Linked DNA regions of Zea mays: region 2 is linked to region 1. Evidence: chromatin contacts called from public Hi-C data. All regions are on one chromosome and are shown on one strand. The core of a region is the stretch at or near the end of the contact, and the rest is flanking DNA. Distances in the headings are between cores, read along the strand shown.

Region 1 (5,175 bases), core at 1,469-3,968:
TTACATTAAGTATTTATGTTTATATCTTGTCTTTCTAGTTAGATTATCTAGAATTGAAACTTAGACTTTGCAGTAGAGATAGCAACACTTAGACAAAACCTAGTTTGCACATTCTTTATTGCTTAATTGCATAGGTTTTGCTCTAGGGATTTAATTGTGGCCTAATTTAGAGAAAGATTTTATAAGTCCTAATTCACCCCCTCTTAGGCGTCATCGTTTCCTACAATATGAACATGTCAACAAAAACAGAGGCTAAAATCTTCAAGGCTTGTAGTTCATGTGTATAGGACTGAGGACATGAATGTAATTTCATATGAAGTTGTACTATGGCACATTACTATAAATATAGGTACAATGTCATGGAAAGGGAAATAGTCGTAAACCATTTTCTATATTGATTTTGGTGCTTGATGACCATCACAACCATTCAGACTAACTAGTTTACCTAGTCTTTAATTCATAGGTTCATTAGTTCAATAATTTCGTTTCTAAGTCAGAATCAGCTCAAAACCAACAAAAAGGTGTGAAACTTGGAATAGATGAGCTAGCACCATCTCTACACTTTGGATAAGTTATAAACACACATAGGACCCTATTTGATATATCTAGAAGTGTTGGAAAGCTCATATTCAACAAAACACACTTTTGGAGCTAATTTTAGTTATCACAATGTACTTTGATTGCCTCACTTTGTTATTTCTATAATATATATAGTTCATGGCTAGGTGGGTGGTGATGTTGAGGCTCATGAGTGCTAGGCTGCTAATGCAGGCAATGTGAACCAGTTGAGGAAGGGGTGAGGCCTAATAAAAAGTTCAAATAGGTGCACCTTAACATTGTTGCTGGAGCTATGAGTGATTTCATTTAACAAGAGGTGACAAGCACCTAGGTGTGCAACCATCTTCGTAAATGGTGAAATAGATGGTGTCAAATATGTAAGATGTAAGACCTAAGTGGGGCACTTTGAGATGAAGACTTCTACATGACAGTCCTTGATGAGGAGCACTACATAGGTTACCTCAAGGTTAGCCACCCCAATTTACCTAACCACAAAGTATTACAACATTTATGCAGATTATCTTTGGGAGTGGGTAGGCAACATGCACGTTTGAAATGAGCTCAAATGAACACCTAATCCAGAACACTAAGTTGCTTTTTGCTATCATGTTATTTTTATCTATAATTTATGTGTTTAAAATTTCTTTGGCCTAATGACAAATTTCCAAAGGTCACGCAAAGTAGCAAATCTCTCCCGCCAGCTCTCGCCGCGCTCCACTCTATCCAACATAATTCTCTTGTATGGCAGAGGGCCCAATTTAGCGAAGTATGGCCCATGCCATATCTCGGGTCCCACAACCAACTCCGCGTCTGGCGCTCCGCCTCTATGGCTTCGTCTTGGCGTGCACCGTAGGTCAATAGCGGGCTCATTTCCTTTGGCTCTAACACAACCACACCACACTCGCACATGCGCTGGCACGCTGAGACACACTACGCATAAAGATGGTAATGAATCACGATCCAAATGTTTCTTCACAATAAATTATCACTCTTAACTAATTTTAGTTATAAAGAATATGAATAAAATATATTCTATTTCGATTTGACCCTTACATTTTTTATAGTATAAAATATAGAGTCTATTACCATCACTAACGTCACACGGGAAAGCTCCTACCGCGACCGTGGCGTGTGGTTCGCAGGAGCGCATCTTTCTAGCCTAAGGCCCTGTTTGGAATTGTAGTATTTTTTTGCAGTTTTGAAACAATACTATGATATTTGATGATACTATATTATAGGAGCTCAAAAGGTGTTTGGTTTGTACAGGCAAAACTCAGTTTTAAATACCATGGTTTACCCAAAACTGTGGTATTTTTGGAGTTTTCGAAACTCCACTCAGGACCTCAGTTTTCTTCTCTTCTCTCTACATATACTTTGTTTTTCCAATGGAGCCAAACAGATCTCGGTTTTGAGCGATACTGTAGTTTTATTGTGGTAAAACAATACCGTAGTATTTATGTCATGTATAATTGTAAACTATGGCATCTCTAAACTACATTATTTCAAAACTGCATTCCCAAACATGCCCTGAACTCGCTCGTGCCCTGCGGTAGCGCGTCCGTGGCGGCCTCCCTGCTGGCCCGTGTGAGCCTTGCGTTTGCAGTTTCGGGGGCGCATGTTAAATTAGACGCGTGCTACCTGTTTAATAAAAAGACTCTGAATAAAATATAGTCGTTTAGTCTGTGCTGTAGTTGGTCTTGATAACATTTGTGGATAAATTTCTGTCTGATTGTTTGCTCTGTGTTGTAGTCGATCTTGGGTAGAGATGTCAATGGGCCCCGAAATCCGATTACCCACGGAAAATTCCTCTATTAGTGTTAGGGTATGAGTTAAAATTAATCTCTATGAGGATAGATTTGGGAGAAATTCTTTCCCCATCAGGTATGGCGGGTTTGGGTTTGGGAGGTATAAACCTGAACCCCATTACCTATGGGGAAGGTATACCCGGTCTTGTAGAGTGTGGTCTCTGCATTCGAATCTGCCTGTCTGAGTGACTGGGTCTCTAGTCTGTCATATGTGGACGCTATGATGCATGGACAGTGGGCTTCTTAGGGCCTTTATGGGCCAGGAATTCGTCGAAGCCTGAAGGAAGGAAAAAAAAAACCTAAAGATGGTCGCTGCCACCAGGTAGTTTCCAGGCTTCCACGTTTCACTCCACCGCTTGTTTCCAGTTACCACCACTCCACTTCTAGGTTCCAGCCGTGCCGGCGCCGCCGCTTGCGCTACTCTGCGCGCCCTCGCCGCTGCTTGCTTGCTCGCAACTTAGAAGGTGACGCCGCCTGCCCAGTGCGAGCACGCCTCCACTTGCACTGCGGGCTGCGGCCCTGCCGAATCTGGAAGGTGTCGAGGTAAGCTTTTGGGATTCCTTGCCTGTGATGAGGTGTCGAGGTAAGCTTTCTTATGATGACGTAGTTCTAGGCTACAACAACATGTGTGCTGGGCTGCTAGCACATAGCTGTGTGCTGGGCTGCTGACTGATAGCTGTGAGCAGCAGTAGATTGCGTTTTGCGTGCTGGGTTCGGGTACACATTTTCGGTTGTGCTCCGCCAGACGTGGAGCCTAGGAGGGTTTCAGAAGCTTGCGGAGCCAGGCGGCCGAGCTTCTAGACATCATTGCTCAAACCTAGTCTATCTTTTTGACAGAAGAAATAGATCCTTGCACTCCATGCCGCTATGATCAGCGCTGGCCGCAGCAGGCGGCGGGGGCGGGCACCGGCGTCCCTGCCCACGACCACGACCGCTGCTTCCCGCCGGACCGAGCACTCCATCTCCTGCTGGTTAGTGAACTGCACGGTCTCTTACCTATCACTCTCTATACTGTTGAAGGTCGATCTAAATAGCATCCTTACTTGATTCCTCTCTCGTCTTTTATTTCTTTCTTCATTTTTAAGAAAGTAGAGGGAGTTGACACTTATTTTTTTCTCTCTTATTGTGGATGTACAAAATTCAGTTATTGTGACTGCAAGATATATTCCTTAAACGACGCCCTCTTCAATTTGGGGTGGAAGTATGCTAGGTATGGTTTGGCTTAGCTTATGAATATTCTTATTTTGTTCCTAATTTTCCGCATGAGTGGAAAATTCAGGTGGTAATATTTTGTTGTCTGAACTCTCAATTCCATAGCATTTGGTTGAAGACTCTGAATTGAATGCCCTGTGCTTTTTTCAAACCTTATATATATGCACTGTTTTCGTTTATTTTTTTGCAGCCAATTCACCATAAAAGTTAGCCAAAAAACCCTGTCATCTTGGGTCCTTATTTTGTTTTCTTCTCTGAAATCTTAAGGATATAGCTCTGTTTGTATTGTATTTATTGATAAATTGCGGTAGCACCATATTAAACAATATGTACTTTTTAGACCAGATCCTTTGTCTGTTTTCCTTCCACTGATGAATTTTGCTGAACTTTTGTGATCTCCTTTCAGATTTTTTCTTAACTAGACCCATGGATATTTGTAGATGCACTGTACACATGTTTGTATTCAATTTTTTTTTTGTTGTTTTCACTTTTCAGTTACTTCTTAAACAATGATGTTAATGCTGAAGTGCAGTTTCTTTGCCACATTCAGAATGTTGACCAAAAGCTTTCATTACTTCTTGAAGTTATAACAAGTTTTCTTTCTTTTTCCCCCCACAGATATATGAGAGCATGGTTTTCTGTAGGTGTTTATCTATCTCTCATTGCTTTAGTCAGTATATCCTTGGTAAGTTGATGTCCAATGATTATTCCAATGTTCTCTATATGTTATGTATTACCAAGTTGAAAGATGTTTGTTTGCATCATGGATCCCAATATCCCTTGGTGTTACCTATTGTTGCTGCTCAAACAATTATAACCACCCGTTGTAGTGCCTTTACAATCACAAAAGAACATGATTATGTGATAATTTACAATGTATGTATAACTATATAATTCTACATAAGTTGAATGGATGGATTGCTGCTTTAGACAGGAGGAGGTGTTGAGATTTTACATTTTGTTCCTAAATCCTAAATTGATGGTGGCCAATTGTTAAATAGTTAATTTTACTAGTGTATAGAATTGACAACGGTAATTCTACTGATTAAGTCCTTATGATCTGAAGTATGCGGATTTCCTTTTAGTGGTTCAGTATTTCCAAAGGAGTTTAACCTTTTTTGGCTTGGCTTGTAGCTTCCTCACATATTTGTTTACGACTCTACTAGGCATTGTGATAATGTTAAGTATTCTTAAAAACATTTAATTAAGTGCACCAGTCGATATCGTTATTAGTAACTACATTGAATAATATTAATCTGTAGTTTATATATCTTCAATTTCTATGTTTTTTTGGGCTCATGCTCTTATCATTTGTCATCAATGTGTAGTGGGTTTAGCAGGTCCCATATCTTCGGATGTAATGTGGATGAAGTTAAGCTTTGGTTATATTTTCCCCCCTAGGTATACAAACCTTATGTACCGTAATCTTTTTTATTTTCTAGATGCTATTGTGGGAGTCAATTGGTGTGTTTTATTTTAGGAGTGGATTCCTTAGTGCCTGGTTACAGAACCTACTGGTGAGTAGAATTTGACGCTTCACTTTTCAGCTTCTCACATCAACAAACATATCATACATTTCTGTTTATTGCAGACTTCAGGT
Region 2 (5,175 bases), core at 1,661-4,160, 84 kb after region 1:
GTCTTTCAGCTTTTTTTTACGGCTCACAATCTACAACATGTTTTTTATAACTCACAACCTATAAACGTTATTTAAGTAGAGCATATGAGGGAGTCCTCATAGTGGAGAGCAAAGTTTACTACATGTATATAAAAAAGGTAAATCATATTTTAAATCTGTTACTTTTTCTCCTTATTGTTTTCCCGTCGGGAGCTGTTTGTTACACGCACAGTTTCCCTACTACGCCGTAGCTCCTGTCGTTGGTTCATATATAGCTTATTTATCCGGAACAAAAGCATGACACTTGTTATAAGTTAGGCGGCCACACAAATACTTAAACTGTAGAGAAAAGAACAACCATACACTTGAGTGCACCTGTTAGAGTGTTAGGAAGTACTGATGTACTCCTGTTACGAAAAAAAGGATGTTCGTTCCAATTCGGTGTGAAATTAAAATTACATGCCTAAGCACGTTTTGCATTTGGACAACGACAGCTAGCACAACGAGATGAGCTCTCCAGCGAATAGTAGCACAGGATGCATGGCGCCCTAGTAGTACTGTCCTGCAGCCTACCGGCCAGTTGCGCGTGCATGGTGCATGCATGGACTTCTCCGTCGCCGTTCAACTCCGGACAGTTTGTATACCAAACCTTGTTGTACAGGCGTCACGAGGTGGTGGCGTGGCGTTATTCAAACTTGCGAGGCCAAATCGATACCAAACCTGCCGTCCACGCTCCACGTACGTGTGTTTCTAGAGACTAGAGAGTGTGCGGTGCGCGGTGTGTGCGTCAATTGCATTGGTCCATAGCACCTCGCTTTTTCAGCTCGCTCGCACAGTGAACGGCCCATGCATTAATCTGTAGGTCTGCACGATGAACATGCATGCGCGCAGTTAGTCTTTCTAGCTCACTAGCTAGCTGTAACACTACAGACGATGAACATGCAATAATGTGATTTTTTCGAATATTTTCTAAGGGAGTGTTTGGTTACTGAGGACTAATTTTTAGTCCTTTATTTCACTTTATTCCATAAATTACTAAATATGGAAACTAGTACTCTATTTTAGTTTCCGTATTTAATAATTTAGTAACTAAAGTGGAATAAAATAGAGGAACTAAAAATTAGTCACTAAAACCAAACAACCCTAAATATGCGATGGTGTGCTCAGTTTACCGGGAAAAAGGACAAGTTCCTTCCAAAAAAAGGACAAGTTAACTTAAACTATAATGAACTTGTTGGTCAGGTCTATATAATAGGCATATGCAGCATGCTTTGGGCTAGTAGACAGAGCGGCTAGACCGGCCGACGGCGGTGGCGTACTTTATTTGGGGCTTGCGCAGGAGTGACAATAACGATGCATTATATTCGGGACCCATACGCTGGGTAGTAGTATTTTTTTATGCGGCTAGTATTTTTCCACCTGTATTGTAATTCTGCCTCGAAGTTCTGGTCACTATTAAGAAAAGTAATGAAATTCACAGCATGCATGTTTTACATAAAGCAATAGTGTATTTCATTAAAGTAACATGTGTACATATCTAATGTAAACCATATGCATACACGCTAGGCTCCATATGCATGCTTTGCTAAACTCATCAAGACTGAATATGCGTGCATTTTATGCGTCACGTAGAACCCGCACAAGTGATTGCCAGTGGTTGAATCCCTAGATTTTACCTAGAAATCTTTCTACAGAGACCTAGCTAATTTTTTCCCTGACATTACGATACTCGGTGAAGGTCCTGATTGCTACCACTAAAATGTACGTAGAAGGTTATCTTTATATGTGCCCTGTCATTAAAATGAAAATCTTCCAATCTTTTGTTATCTATTAATAAGTACGTACAAGCGATTAATCACGTACTTGCAATTGTAGGCCAGAATTATGCTTTTCGTATTTGGCAGTTCAAGGATGTTTCGGTGACTTTGGGTACGAGCGAGGCCATCGACGTTTCTTTGCACGTGATCTGGTTATCCCAAGCTCTAATTTTCACAGGGAACATAATAAAAGTGAACTAGTTATCATGAAATAAGATCATCCACCAAGGATAGAGTAGAGTAACGGGCTGGATTCCACCGGCCTGGCGAGCACCGTTGCAAGGCGGTCCGGATCCGGAGGCGGACCACCAGGCACCAGCGGTGCGTATCGAGGACGGTCGGTGCACGCGTCGTCAGAGGCCCGGGAAACGCAGTGCCGCTGCCGCGCTGGCCCAGTCTGATTCTGGCGCGTCGGAGAAACCAACGACGATGCTAAAGGTTACCTTCCCCCTGGTCCCCACAGCACTCCAGCAACGTACCACCAGGCAGGCAGGCACTCAAAATAGTAGTGGTGACGGTGCACCGCGGAGTGCAGAGGTTGGGCGGCCGGCCTGTCGCCCCCAAACCCAGGCCATCATGGCTCTCGATAGTAGCATATCTGCCTTTCACAGTAGATCACCGCCCGTCCTCTGCGCTCGGCTGCACGGGCTGACGTCCCTTTTTTTTTTCTTCCCCCACCGCCACCGCCACCGGCCGCTCGGCCTGGCCCCGGTCGGGTTGCATTGCATACCAGGTGATCGAGCACTATCGTCTTAGGACGGACGAGAGGGCGAACAAGAATGATTATTATTTAGTTCTACCGCCTGAACGATTATTTAGGCAGCTTGTTTGCTAAGAGCTTTCTTGTGATACCGTGTCCAGAAGTTTATCCATATGGTTATTCAAAACACTGTTTTGTACAGAGTGGAGTTTGAATCTGGGAATAAAGATGAGTAAGATGATAGAGATCCCAAAATCCCAACCCGTTTAATCCTATCCAAAACACCGTATTTAAAAAATCTAGGCTGAGCCCAATAATCAAACAGCCCAGTACCACACTTGATGGTTGGCCCACCTTGCAGCCCAATCTACCCTTTCACCTTTGCGTGTTGCGTGCCTACCCCACGTGACGAGGCCCACGCCCGCACCACTGAGACTGCATGGTCGTATTGTTGCTTGGACGGCGGCTAGGAACACACCATATATGGTGCGGTGCATTTATGTTTGTATCATGTTTTTATATCTGTTTCCGTATATCTGTATCCTGGTTTTATATCTGTTTTTGACTTGTTTTAAACCCAATCTCACGAATAAAAAATTATAAAAAAAACCAAAAAACCCAACTTCAACGGCCCGCCCAGCTGAAAGCCTGAACTGTGCCGTCAGACCGACGGTTCAAGGTTTGCCATTTTCCGCCCCACCGACCGGCGAGCGAACTGCAGAGGGCAGGCAGGCCCACGCGCGGCGCTTGCACGAGCGGGGGACGGACGGACGGACTCCGCGGCGTGCGCTGTCCCGTCCCGTCCCGACATCGAACACGCAGCGCTGATTCGGACGGCGAGAGCCGTACTAGCTTACCAAACGCCGGGAAACCCGCGGCCGGCCCACCACCGCATCCAACGCCATGCGAGTAGTGGCCCGGCGAAGGGCCGAGATATTTAGCTACGTCTGCAGCGATAGATTATTGTGCAGTGGTGGGCTCTCGTCGATGACCGATCTCCTCTGCACAAAAACCTAGGTAAAAAAGAAGAGATGCGTATCGATCCGGGTCATCCGGCGATATCATATCATCGTCGCACTCACTATACATGCCCTTGGCTAGTGGCTACTGGCTTGTTGTCGGCCTGGCCTTCGGTAATGGTCCGTACGCGGTTGCCGGATTGGTGTATGCATGCATACATACAGCATACTACATGGTTTGGGTACGTGCGCTGCTTCAACGAGAGGAGACACTCCACGTTGGTCTGACAATCAGCTAGCGTGACTTGGATATATATGGCACTGCACGTACGTACTGCCGCCGATCAGCTACGTGTCCGCATATAATACGTGCCAGTACTCTCTCCTCCCATTCTATGCATATGCATGTCAGCAATGGGAGATGCATAGCATATGGTCTTGAGACCTTTCAAGAAAAAAAAAGGACGGTGCGTTGCCTTGCCTGTTGCCATGTGTAGTGTGTACCGTCACAGGGTATAGTAGTCGCTCTACTGCAGGTGTAGGTATGCCCCCTCCTAATCGACGCGCGATGCATGGGGTGGAAGTGGACAGTGATGGTGTTTGGTTCAACGATAAACGAAAACGTAAAGCAAACGGATTACGGGTTTGTTTGGGTAATTTCAGATTGGATCGGAGTGAATAATTGAGGTTGTATTAATTAATTCGATACTTGTTGTTTGGTTGTCATCCACCAATTACAGTCTATTCTACTAGTGTGTTTGGTTTGTGGAGTCACTTTATACTTTATAAGATGATGCATCATAAGTTCATTCCATCAATTTTGGTAAAATCAACTCACTCCTCATCTATATACTAATTATTAGCTTATGAGGAATGAGGTGGTGATGGATCAACTCATTCTATTCCACAAACCAAATAAAAAAATGAGGAGTAAGAAGAAGATGGATCACTCTATCCCTCAAACCAAACACACTATACGTTCCTGGCCTTCCCCAAGCGCTACTCGTGATGTCGCCGCCGCCGAGCGCTTCTTCTTCCTTGCATAACGTCGTCGTTGACACCGATACTCTGTACCGGTGACGGATGACAATGGTTCCTATTTAGGGTAACACACATATCTTTCCCAGCTAAGGCTTCGTTTGGTTTGAGCGACTAAAAATTAGTCTCTTTATTTTAGTCTCATTTAGTTTCTAAATTATCAAACGTTAAGACTAAACTGTTTTAGTATCTAGTCCCTCAAAGGATAACTAAAAGAAACTAAACCATATTAATTTCACTTTTTTGGCTCTCGTTTATTTCAGTTGCACTAATTGTGGGAAAATGCTAAGGTGTATTTTGATCTCCTTATGATTAATTTAACGTGCTCTGAATATTTTTATTCTCTATAGCCAAATATGTTAGAGACTAAACTTTAGTCCACTAGCTACACTTTAGTCCCTGGACTAAACAGGCCCTAAATACTAGCATATATAGGACATTTTGAAAGAGGGAATGCCGTCTATGTATGTTGTACGGTATATATAGCATGTTTGGATGTTGGCATGTCCAGTGGCGGATCTAGAAATGAGTTAAAGAGGGGGCTGACTTCCAGTGACGAGTGGTAGAGGCAATACAAGCTTCTTTTTTCTCCATTTTAGGCAACTAAAAAGAATAATAATTAACCAAAAACACTTCATGTTAGACATGAGCGCATGTCATATTTGTTTCCCATAAATTATTG

Evidence for each region. A called contact is a pair of places that touch in the nucleus more often than the background predicts.
Region 2: a Hi-C map of tassel shows a contact between it and region 1, with 2.0 times the contacts expected there. The contact joins the enhancer-like site here to the promoter of LOC100272369 in region 1. A contact is called at or near these places in 4 of 25 Hi-C or Micro-C datasets (ear, leaf, seedling and 1 more).

Annotation. Positions count from the first base shown.
Region 1 is chr3:218,912,880-218,918,054 of Zm-B73-REFERENCE-NAM-5.0, forward strand. It overlaps LOC100272369 (Peptidase M50 family protein), which reads left to right and starts at 2,719. Exons shown (of 9, transcript NM_001146850.1): 1 at 2,719-2,906; 2 at 3,201-3,334; 3 at 3,508-3,573; 4 at 4,194-4,260; 5 at 5,018-5,092; 6 at 5,167-5,175. The coding sequence starts at 3,231.
Region 2 is chr3:218,996,786-219,001,960 of Zm-B73-REFERENCE-NAM-5.0, forward strand. It overlaps LOC111591143 (a long non-coding RNA gene), which reads right to left. Exons shown (of 2, transcript XR_002750324.2): 2 at 322-843. Among protein-coding and RNA genes, the nearest start is that of LOC111591143, 3.3 kb to the right of the region's middle. Within about 2 kb of position 2,911, at least 18 of the 20 cell types and tissues checked have an H3K27ac peak or open chromatin away from gene starts, as enhancers often do. A contact at or near this core is called in ear, leaf, seedling and 1 more, where this site is marked.